2 separate regions of the Bicyclus anynana genome follow, and region 1 is linked to region 2. A link is a contact called in public Hi-C data. All regions are on one chromosome and are shown on one strand. The core of a region is the stretch at or near the end of the contact, and the rest is flanking DNA. Distances in the headings are between cores, read along the strand shown. Region 1 has its middle 130 kb from the start of LOC112046383. Region 2 has its middle 39 kb from the start of LOC112046383.

Evidence for each region. Hi-C and Micro-C count contacts between places; a contact is called where the count stands out from the background.
Region 1: a Hi-C map of whole larva shows a contact between it and region 2, with 2.1 times the contacts expected there. The contact joins two enhancer-like sites. A contact is called at or near these places in 2 of 2 Hi-C or Micro-C datasets (whole body and whole larva).

The regions. Positions count from the first base shown.
Region 1 is chr17:12,859,885-12,865,714 of ilBicAnyn1.1, reverse strand. No RefSeq gene overlaps it. Among protein-coding and RNA genes, the nearest start is that of LOC112046383, 130 kb to the right of the region's middle. Within about 2 kb of position 1,949, at least 7 of the 8 cell types and tissues checked have open chromatin away from gene starts, as enhancers often do.
Region 2 is chr17:12,691,945-12,698,518 of ilBicAnyn1.1, reverse strand. No RefSeq gene overlaps it. Among protein-coding and RNA genes, the nearest start is that of LOC112046383, 39 kb to the left of the region's middle. Within about 2 kb of position 4,093, at least 7 of the 8 cell types and tissues checked have open chromatin away from gene starts, as enhancers often do.

The DNA of each region.
Region 1 (5,830 bases), core at 700-3,199, 170 kb before region 2:
GTATATGGTTGGATATCGAAACAATAACCATACTAACTGAAAATCAGTGCTGCATACTTTTTTTATTGAAAGTATGCGGCAAAATGCTTAGTTGGGGCCTTTTTCTAGGTTGTGCCACATATTACAGGGAATTCTTTAGTGCTCCACTGTTTGAGTGGACAGTTAATGTGATATGTGGCATTACTTAAAAATAAAGATCTTTTCTTTCTTTCTTTCTTTCTTTCTACTATATTTCCATATTTCTTCTGCCAACAACTAGCTCGCTTTAGACTTGATAGTAAATGTGAACGTGTGTAACTGGCATAACGTAGGCCACAGACGATCAAATGCACAGCTCTGCCTGCAGCGTGCGAGGTACCTACATAGAGGGTGAAAAACAGTGAAAAAAACGAGTGTGGCTTAGACCACACGACAGAATTAAAATTTCTCTAGCTCTCTCCGTTCAACATCCGTTCCCCTCGCTCGATTACATTTTTCGTAACGTACCTACCTACCAGCTTACTCCCCAAGTAAAGCGTGCGTAAAAAAGTATTACCTACTTCTAAACCACCGAAACCACACTATCAAATTTCGATATTGCACAATACTTGACCGTCTGTGATCGGCATAAGACTGTGGCGTCAAACGCCAAGTCATGTTTTGGCAATTTGGCACCAGATGGCGTCAGGAAACAATCTCGGATTGATCTGGCGTTGACAGAACTGAATGGGGCGAAAAGGGGACCATACCTTACCTGATTATAAATATAGGTAACAAAGGACAGGAAGAAAGGCACACACACACAGAAACACTCGCACTTACACGCACGCATGTAGGTACACACGCACTAATGCATGCACACAAAATTTAATTAGGGTATGCATGGGTATGTATGTATGGTATGGTATTGGTACGTAAAAATTGGAAAATTCCTTGTCCAACTAAGTAAGTATATGTATTCTGTGGTCAAACATCGTTTTGTATTGAGTCCTTAGGGTAGGCAATGCTTTTTTGCATCTATGAAGTGCACGCCACTGGTCAAGTTGGTGATCTACCTAAGTTGATAGAAAAGATCTAATAAGAAACGAAATTAATTCATGTTAAAACAAAATCTTATTAGAATTTGGTTAAGCATTTCATTAGGTAGGTAAGTAGGTATAGGTAGGTAGGTAGGTTCACGGGTAAGGTAACTAGGTAAGTGACAAAAGGCAGATTTAGGTAGGTGCCTGCCTATCTTTTACCTAAACTATTTAGGTACTTTCCATTTAAGGTTTAGTATGCCTAGACTATTAGATCTATCTATCTAAATACTTAGCTAACTATTCAAGTACCTAGGTATATTCCATGTAAGGTTTCGTATAGGTGCCTTGCCTATTTGATACTACATGGCTATATCTACCTATAGCAAATAGTCGATAGACGTCCTCTGCTGGACATAGGGCTCTTGCATGGACCTCCAAGCTGAACGGTCTTGAGCCGCCAGCATCCAGCGCCCTGCAACCTGCTTGACTTGCTCAGTCCACTGGGGGTCGACCAACACTGCGCTTCCCGGAGCGGGGTCGCCATTCCAACACCTTGGGACCCCAACGTCCATCGGCTCTTTGAACTATGTAGCCTACCCATTGCCACTTGCTACTGCAGCAGCTATGTCGGTGACTTTCTGATTCGATCACGCAGAGAAACTCCAAGTGTAATTCGCTCCAAATAATCCTCCTATAAATAGAGGGCTGGCCCTGCAATCGCATCCCTACAAGTAGAAAGAAACTTATCTCGATAACTATTAAAGTTACAGGACAAATAAAATAAAAGTACCATTATCAGCTAATCTGTGATATTAAAGAACCTACTTTAAAAACAAATCAAGCGAGAGTTGGGTCTATAAAAAACATTTTCACCAACCACGTAACAAGGCGTTGACCTCTTCACATTGTCAACCCGATGTCATTGGAGGCGGGTGACGTTTCCTATTGGACGAGAGTGTCGCGGGCGGTCTTGCGACATTGCTTATTGGTCGCTTTTGTCACATAGTGGGCGGGGCTAGGGCGTTCTGTTTTTGAATAGACACGTGGTCTGAATTGAAAGTATTCCTTTTCTTTAGTTGATTTGAATTTGGAATTGATTCTGTATTGTTTGTCTCTTTGATTTAGATTGGCTGAATGTTGGTCCGGCTATAGGCTCCTAAACCTTAGAGTCCTTGTAACCTATAACACGTTTCAATGGTCCAGACTCCAGACCTTCAACCGTTCAAATAAAAAGGGAATATTTTAATACATAGGTACTTACTTAAGGAATATTTTAATACTTAAGTATTTATTAAGCGTTAGATACCAATATTCGAGTATTCATGTCCCCATCAGAGTTGCCAGTCGATTAGCGTAAATTTTTCTATATCTAAGTGCAAACTTTTTAACAAATTAAAATTAATAAAGAAACCTATAGGTATCTTATTACCCTTAATTTTAGGAACTTACTCATAATGGAGCTAATTAAGTTTTTTTTTTTGGATTGCCCTGAACGTGAGTAGGTACTTACCTACTTACCCATGAATGCTAGTTAGTAGGTACTTGTTGGAGGTACTCAACAACATGCAAGGTGTCCGACACTTTACCTACCTTTATAAAAAATTCGCCAGTGGCCGTCTATCACACAGTCTCTTAACTTCAGAATTAATTTAAAATCGATTCGACGCGTCGCCTCGATACGTCGGTCAACTAATAAACATTTCGATTTTACGACAACCTACTGTATTATCGAATCGCATAAACTACCAATCGTATACAGCTAATTACTTTTCGCCTGATGAGATTGACTGTGGGGGAAACACGACTTTATGTTTACGAAATAAAGTTGAATTTAATTTAAAAGGATCTTGTGTCGTAGTTTGCCAACGCTGTTATAGTAGGCTGTATGTTACACCGTTTTATAGAAATTTCTTCTTATTTTGTTGTTTGACGACGCCTTGGTGTGTAAAACTAAAAAAAAACTTTTTTTAGCGAAATAAACCTTAGTTTATAGTCTGTCATCATAAGACAAAGAAAACGGAAACTTCCCAAAATAAATGGACACATTTTTCTCTGTGATTATGTAGGTACGATCCATATAAAGGCCGTAGCAGCATTAGGTACCAGGAAATTTGGACAAGCGTCACGTGTCGGCGGGAGTGAGTCATTAGCCCGATAGTAGGAAGTGTCCCGTGAGTTAGGTGGGGAGTAGTGGGAGGCCGAGGTGCTGGCTATATTTATATATAAGCGTCTAGTTCATTATTGTCGTGGCGTTCGATCCGTCCAAACCTTTTGTTGGATAATCCTTCATGGATTATTTTGGGATAAGCGGTGAGAATTACTTGAGTGGAAATGGCGAGTGGATGGAACTGATGGAAATTTATTTGGACGGTTGAATGGATGAATGGCGAGTGTTAGTTAGGCTAGTTTTGAAAGTGTTTAACCCACCGTCCATCGGTCACAAGTTCGGGTCTTCTCTCGAGGTTAGTTTGCCACTCGACGGTTTATTGGTAACATTCATAGTGGTAATTGTTAAACCTGATAGGTTATCATTCAATAAAATTGTTTTGTTCTTTAAATCCGCTTCTGATGTCAACCCTTTTCTGACAAGTGCAGAAGCATTGCTATAGACGAACCCAAAAGCTAGAAGAACAGAGTAAATAAAAAGTGTCACATTTCGTCTCCAATAACACTTGGACCTCGCCTTGACCAGTCCCACCCAGTGACCCAGTCAAGGGCAAACTTGTCACAGAATAAAAAAAAGAAATAACAAGGTTTGACGTAAGAAATCGGGGAATTGTTTTTCAAGTAGGTATCTAGGTAACTGTCAATAATTAGCTGTTAATTAATAGCTGTTGCTTACCAGCTAAAAAAGTTGGGCCATTTGCTTATACCGTCAAATACAAAAAAGCAATCGTTCATAGTACATCGTTTCTACGATTATGTTACAATTCGGTGTAAACAGAGGTCGGCTACACGAGCTGCTATAAAATTGATCGTTAAGTTGGATTAGTTGTTCTCTACGACCAAAGACATCACCTACAGACCACAACACATGCAGGCAATGTCATGCAAATTATAAACAATTAGTGACTGTGTTAGTAATAATATATTAGTAACCTAAACCTAATGAGGTAAGGTTTAGACTGCAGTAAGTACGTATCCACTATCATTTTATACAAATAGTGTAAGAAATATTTAAAAACTTTTCTAAACGAAAGGTTTATATGATGCACATACCTATCTGATAGGCACAGATTTTATAGGTACTAAGTATTAGATACGTTACAAGCCCACAGAATTACCGCATAATGTGATCCGAATTTAGATACTTCACTGAGCGCACACATGCACTATTTTGTGTTTACTTAGGTACCTACTAATGTAAATAATATACCTACCTAAGAAGTGTAAAAACTGTAAAGTTTTTAGCGACATATCTATAGTAGGTACCTAAGTAGGTACTTGGTATAAAATTTTTGCCTATAGATATTTAGGTAACTGAGAACAAAGCTAGAAAAAGTTAAGTAGGTAGATACCCACTGTTAATAATTATAAATGGATGGTTTAGGAGGATATGCAATAGTTCAAAAAGAACCGTAGCTGGGTAGGTATGTAGGTACAGAATAACATACGAAGGTATTCATTTTGAACTGTATTCCAAAATTGAATTTGAAACCGACGATGGATGACGATTCTGATTTTATTAAATTTCAACTTAAACACAAAGTTATAGAGTTGACTTTTGATTGTAACACAAGGATTGAAAATTTGACAAATAAGATTGTATCTGTGTTGATATAAATCAGGCAAAATTGAATCCAATTATTGGGCGCGCTATGGTTATCTGATGGTGTGGTGGTGGAGTGTGTTGATGGTTTTGTAACCAAAGATAAAGGTTGCCTGGAAGAAATAGTTAGCGATAAGGCTGCCTTTTGTATCCTGCTCTCTTCATGGAAGCCTCAAAAGCTAGAAGGGCTAGACTCATCACCGGACTATAAGTTGTATCCATCATCTTCATTTTAAATTACAGCTAAATCGGTTTAATACTATTGCGGTGTTAAAGAATAACAAACATCCAAACATCCTTACAATCTTTCGCTTTTAGGTACAATAATTAGTAGGATATTAAAAAAGTTGCAAATATTCTAATTTTCTTGTTGTTGTTAGGGTTCTGTAGCTCAAAAGGAAAAACGGAAATTATCCTTAAGACCCCATTGTTGTCTTTCTGTCAAGATCCTTTATTTCGGGAATTGGGGATAGTTTACCTACCTAATATCTCAGAAAAAGATACGGCCGAAAAATATGCGTTATATTTCGACACTCTTAAAGAAATCAAAACTCATACTTAATACCTACTTACCTATAACTGAAATCAGCTATGACAGACAGACTTGACACGTTTTTATGTTTATTTTATATATTATAACTGCCATATTTGTTCAAGTCAACTCAAAATATCCAATCGAATTTTCAGCCAAACATCTCGTAATATAATCAATAACTCTGACACGCTATAATCAAAGGAAGCGATTGTTATCATCGAGATATGCGATAACGATAACTACCTTCTCGGAACTCAGACTGCGACTTGTGGACGGTTCCAATATTACATTTCGCTTTTTTGGAGTTCCGCAATGAAATTTTAACACAATACCCTTGCCGAGCAAAGTAAATGGAAGCTGACAAAGACGTAAGTATTATTTCATAGGTAAAAAACTAATCTAATCTAATACTTACCATAGTATTAAACACAAATCAGTAAAGCATAATATAAATAACGGTAGAAAAATATAGACAGAATATACCTACACTAAATTATTTTATTAAACATTTTTACCGGTTAGCAC
Region 2 (6,574 bases), core at 2,844-5,343:
AAGTTAGCCCTTGACTACAAGCTCACCTGATGGTAAGTGATGATGCAGTCTAAGATGGAAGCGGACTAACTTGTTAGGAGGAGAATGAAAATCCACACCCCTTTTCGGTTTTTACACGGCATCGTACCAGAACGCTAAATCGCTTGGCGGTACGTGTTTGTCGGTAGGGTGGTAACTAGCCACGGCCGAGGCCTCCCACCAGCCAAAAAATATCAACAGCCAAAGCTGATAGGTATTGACTGTGGGTTTTATTCCCATAGAAATTCTCAATATTATCTTTCTAATCGATATCTATTTTTTTTTTCAAATTTGTCCCCATTGATAATCGATATCCTTCCTCAAAAAATAGTAGGAATTAAAAAATTTGAACGTTTAATAATATTCTGTGGGAACAAACAAGCGTGTCTTGAAAAATTCTAAAGAATTCGAATTTTGAAATTGCGTTTCAGTAAGCGTTCCTACCGAATTTGAAATACTTGATTTAAATATTTTATTCAAATCGCGATCGATGGAATACATAGCTGACGGCAAAGGACTATTAACATTCAGTCACATTAGGTAGGTACCTACCGAGCTGTCACTAAAGTATGAAAATTACATTGAAAATAAGATCCCCTAAAGAGATTTAATAAAACTTTAGAGCGGCTTATACTACTTATTATACGAATACATTCCTTGTTTTCAAAATTCGCTGTACCTATCATTGAAGTTTGAAAATATAATGTAGAGAAGAATAGATATAGAAGTTACAATACCTAGCTACTTATAAGTAAGTAGGTACCTAATGTTAAATTTCGTTCTTTTTTGGATAAATAAAAATCTTTAAACCGAAATAAGTTATCTAAAAAAATTATAGGTAGGTACAAAATAATTACTATTTTATGTACTTAGGTATGGAATTAAATATTATTGTTAAAAATTTGTCTAACTCTAATTAAACAAAATATTAATATTGATACTACATTAATAATACTTTAGATCTTGAAACTGTAGAACAAAAAATTGACGCTTAAAGCTTCATTTCACATATTAATATCAACATCAAGCTCAAATAATTTATATTTTATCAAAAAGTTTACAGTTTCTTATATTTTTCCGCTCTGTTACCTAATAAAAACTTGAAAAATCTTAGCATGTATTTAAGTATATTAAATAGTGCTTCAAGGTACAATTTCAGGTAAATCACCAATAATGCGAAATTCGAAAGAAAAATATTCAAATTCTTGGCATAAGTAGCGAAGTTGCGCATTTGACGTTTGACAGCGCGTGAGAAAGTTCTGATGTTCGATATTCAAATGTCGACGAATAACTGAAATATCTCGCTCGACATTCTTTTGAGTCTACGTGTCTCGTCATTTTGTTTTTAAAATTAAATATTCGATTTTATTTTTAGATTGACTGTTTATTTCTAGTAGCATCTAATGGTTGGTGTTCACACTACAGTTGCGACTACAGTTGCATCTACTATATGTTGTCTATAGGTAATTCTATTAGACTATATTACCATAAGGCCATGTTTACACATCTTACCAGTTGTAAGACGTGCTTATATCAGTTCAAAATGAAAATTAGTTTGTCTCAAACAGGCTTAATTTACAAGCACTTTGGGAATGTCAAGTTAAACTACATAAGTAGGTATAGGTAGGAAAGGCAACCACCGGTAAGGAACGCAAGGTCTAATGTAAAGAGCCAGTAAGAAGTAGGTACCCAGTTGATATTCTTTTTTAATAGAGTTCTAATCAGTTTATGAAATACTAGCTGACGCCCCGCGGTTTTCTGCACGTAGTTCCCTTTCCCGTGAAAATGCGTGGATAAAATATAGTCAATGACACTCACAAATAACGTGGTTATAGTTGGTAAGAAAATTTCCAAAATAGGTTCCAGAGATTACCCCTTAAAACACCAAAAACTTTACCTAGGTATTTAGAATATTACTAGCTGACACTGCGCGATTTCACCCGCATGGTTCCAGTTCCCGTAGAAATACGAGGATAATATATAGCATATAGCCTTTCTCGATAAACGGGCTATCGAACACTGAAAGAATTTATCAAATCAGACCAGTATTTCCTGAGATTAACTAACAAACAAACTCTTCAGCTTTATAATAATAGCACAGATTACTGTAGATTGAGCATTTCTATGAGATTGAGGTAACTAATACAAGACTCCACTATAGGTGTCATCAACCCATATTCGGCTCACTGCTGAGCTCGAGTCTCCTCTCAGAATGAGAGGGGTTAGGCCAATAGTCCACCACGCTGGCCCAATGCGGATTGGCAGACTTCACACACGTAGAGAATTAAGATAATTCTCTAGTATGCAGGTTTCCTCACGATGTTTTCCTTCACCGATTGAGACACGTGATATTTATTTTTTTAAAATGCACACAACTGAAAAAATGGAGGTGCATTCCCCGGACCGGATTCGAACCCACACCCTCCGGATTCGGAGGCAGAGGTCATATCCACTGGGCTATCACGGCTCTATAGGTATATGTACCTAATTAGGTACAACTATGTTTTATTAAAAAAAATCCGCATTATCCCATCAAATCGATACAGCAGACGGTTAATCAGACGGGACACGCACAAATTCCCACACGGAAGCCGGACAGACAGACGGCTAGTTGGTGAAGTTGGGCAATTTGACCGCGATCAACATCAGAAGCTCGTGCCGAGATAGTCAAATTGATCTCAATTTGATAAATTTTCGCCCGCACGCTTTGTGGATGTTCACGCAATTTTTAATCCAATTTTTTTTTTTTCATTTTCAGAATTCGGCAGCCGTTGGCTACCTCCGTGGCGCAGTGGTATGCGCGGTGGATTTTGAAGACAGAGGTCCTGGGTTCGATCCCCAACTGAGCTCATTGAGTCCTTGAGAGTTTTCTTTTTTGGTCCAGGTGTGGCTGGTGGGAAATTACGGTTTTTTTTAAAGAATATTTACCATATCTTGTACCTAAATATGACCAATATTCCCATTCTCCTTCACAGTTACCACCCTACTGGCAAAAACGTAGCGACATGCGACTTAGCGTTCCGGTACGATGTCGTGTAGAAACCGAAAGGGGTGTGGATATTCATCCTACTATACTAAAAAAAAATAGCTGTGTCTTACAATATCCGCTCTAAAATAGATTTGGAGTAATTAATATATCTATGTTCTAGCCCATTGGTTCCCAAATTGGGAGACTTAATAGGGGTCTACGTTGTCTACTAAAGAATAGTTTGGGAACCTCTGTAGGTAGGTACTAAACTAATATTAGGTATAAAGCACAAGAGTAACTAGGTATGTTTGTTTATACGCACAAATCTCTGAAAATGCCAGTCAGGCAAATTTTTCTTAATCTAACTCTTACTTAGACGTAGTCAGAACAAGTCACATTTATGAGTGATACATATGAAGGTAGCTCTCACATTAGGCTATAGGTATTATCAGATTATTTAATGGCCCAGTATAGGGCCTACGTTGTCCTTATTCATTTAGGTATTTAAAGGCTAAGTACTTAACCTTAAAAACATGGGTGCAACTCCTTATTCAGATAATAGCCCTACCCAAAGCTTGAACTCTCATAAGCTAAAAATAAATTCAAATATTAGCGAGCATTTCTTTTACAAGATTGCCGTTATCTATCTGATGAAATGATGACGCAATCTAAGATGGAAGCGGGCTAACTTGATAGGATTAGGATGAAAATCCGCACCCCTTTCAGTTTCTATACACGATATTGGAACGCTAAATCGCTTGGCGATACGTCTTTACCGGTAGGGTGGTAGCTAGCCACGGCCGATGCCTCCAGCCAGATCTGGACCAAATTAAGAAAACCTCAATCGGCTTAGCCGGGAATCGAACTCAGGACCTCTGTCTTGTAAATCCACCGTCAAAGTATCTACCTAAACACTAATAGAAGAAAGAAGGAAGCATATGTAATCCATTTATACCTACGAAAGTAACTTACACAAAAGTTTTCAGCGCACGTCGGAAAACACCCACTTTCCGGACGTATTCAATGAATGTCATTCTAGTTCAATTCAAACATCGTGGGCGGCGGTCATTGGTCCGTTGGAATTGTCACCGCCGACTTTCCGCGCGCTCCCATTGGTCGGAAGTGTCACCGTGTCACAGTGCGTGACATTCCCGATTGGTGCGGCCACGCCTCCACGCGTGTTCTAATTTTAAATTTCAAATTCTTGTGTCATTCATTGGAAACTGCGGTAGCACGTTAATAACGCTTAATTTTGTGAAGCTGATTTATTTTGTATTTCAGAGAGTTACAGCTTAAGATATGTACCTAGATATATTTGTAACTGTATTACTATACCTAACTGTTTATATAGGCTATGTGATTTTAGATCTTGAGGTCCTGGGTTCCAATTTTATGTCGAACTATAGAATACTAAGCTTTTCTTTCAATAATTTTTCAGTACCTATAAATCTTCAACTCGGAGTTAGAAAGTAGGTGGTGATACACCCGTGCCTTAGAGAGCATGTTTAACTGTCGATAACATCTGACAGTGCTCCTCAACGAGTCAGACATTATCACCCTAAATCCGCTAACCCGCATTGTAGAGGCGTGCTGGGGTGAAGCTCCATATTCCCTCTTCTATCAAAAGGTCTGTAGATTAGGCTGATAATGTTGTGTTTCATTTACCTAGGTTCACAAAAAACTATAATAATTTTTAACCGCCAAACCAGTGACGTAATATTAATTAAAGCCGTCTCTGAAATAACGGGAACTAACTATCTGAAAATCGTAAAACTTTCTAATATAAACGGCTTCAGTTAATGCATCCCTGTGTTAGCACCGCCTTCAAAGTGATCAGAAGGTAGCACGTGTGATGTTATTTTTCGCTTATTAGTTTCTGATTTTGAAGTCGTTCTATTTTTTATGATTTTTTTTTATTTTTTCAATCTAGAAGTTGTTCATTGTCGTTAATGAACAACTTAAGACCATTAAAAAAGCGTCTAGCCTAGTTAAGCTTCTTAACATTAGTTTGGAAAAGGTTTATATCATACTAGCGGACGCCCGCAACTTCGTTCGCGTGGAATTTAGTTTTTCACAAATCCCTCGGGAACCATGGATTTTTCCGGGATAAAAAGTAGCCTATGTGTTAATCCAGGCTATAATATACCTTAATACCAATTTCAGCTAATTCGGTTCAGTAGTTGAGGCGTGAAAGAGTAACAAACATTCATATCATCAAAATCCGTTGTCGCAATTCTCGGGAAACCATGGATTTTTTCGAGATAAAAAGTATGTATTAATCCAGAGTAAAATCTATTTCCACTCCAAATTTTAGCTAAATCGCTTCAGTAGTAGCGGGGTTATAGAGTAACAAACATCCAAACATCCATACAAACTTTCGCGTTTATAATATTAGTAGGATACTCGTAAATATGGTGGACAGTTGATCTAAGCTGAGCTCGGTTTTTCAGCCGTGTCGCAGGGCGGCGGGGCGGGCGGGCGGCGCAGGCTTGCGCGGAACTATTGATCCGCTCCGGTGACAAATGCCGCTAATTCCTGATACTGCCACTTAGCTTCAGATAGAATACTGGTTTATACCATAAGGTATTATACCATAAGGTATAGGGTAGGTATACATAAGTATACCTACCCTATGAACCTTGGCTGAGTTTGTTGGGGGCTCTTCTCGGACCAAGGCACGTTTGGAACCCTCGTAACTTTAATTTTAAGTTTTCGTCTATTATTACCATTAGGTTAAATTAAATTTTGACATACCTATACTTGACCTTTCAAAAGTGCTTGAAAACTAAGCCTAATTGAAATAAAAGAATTTTGATGTTTTGATTTTTTTTTAATGTAAACATAACTTAACTTAGGTACCTATCTACCTAAAATGTTTACTTACGTAGTATACTACCTACATAGGCAGGTAGGTATAGTGGGAGGCATTATAAACTAACAAAAATGTAACCTTACTTAATTTGATTTTTTGTTCGTTTGTTTGTTACGTGCATACCAGAGAATTTTCTTAATTCTCTGCGTGTGTGACATCTGCCAATCCGTATTGGGCCAGCGTGGCGGACTATTGGCCTAACCCCTCTCATACTGAAAAGAGATTCGAGCTCAGCAGCGCTGCAGCAATGAGCCGAATATGGGTTGATAATGATATACCTAATGATGATGACTATTCAAATGGTAATGTTATTACCGAGAAACAAAGCCTTAGCGTGCTCTCTGAGATTTTAAATTTTAGTTAAAAGAATATTTGCCATATTTTATTTTAAATATGACCAATATTCCCATTCCCCTCCAACTAGTCGGGAAAGACCGTATTAGGAGTCGGTACGGCAAAAGTCCAACGGGCCGGGGATCGAACCACCAACCCTCGGTGATGAGTCCGACCGCTTTACGGTTGAGCTATTGAGGCTCTAAGTATAATGAAAATTTCTTGTAAGAACATAACTCAATATTAAATAGCTCGGTCCGGGACTGGAACCCAAGACTTCGTGATCCACTGGAACAACGAGACAGTTAACATCATTAGCAACCCATATTCGGCTCACTGTTGAACACGAGTATCCTCTCAGAATTAGAGGGGTTAGGCTAATA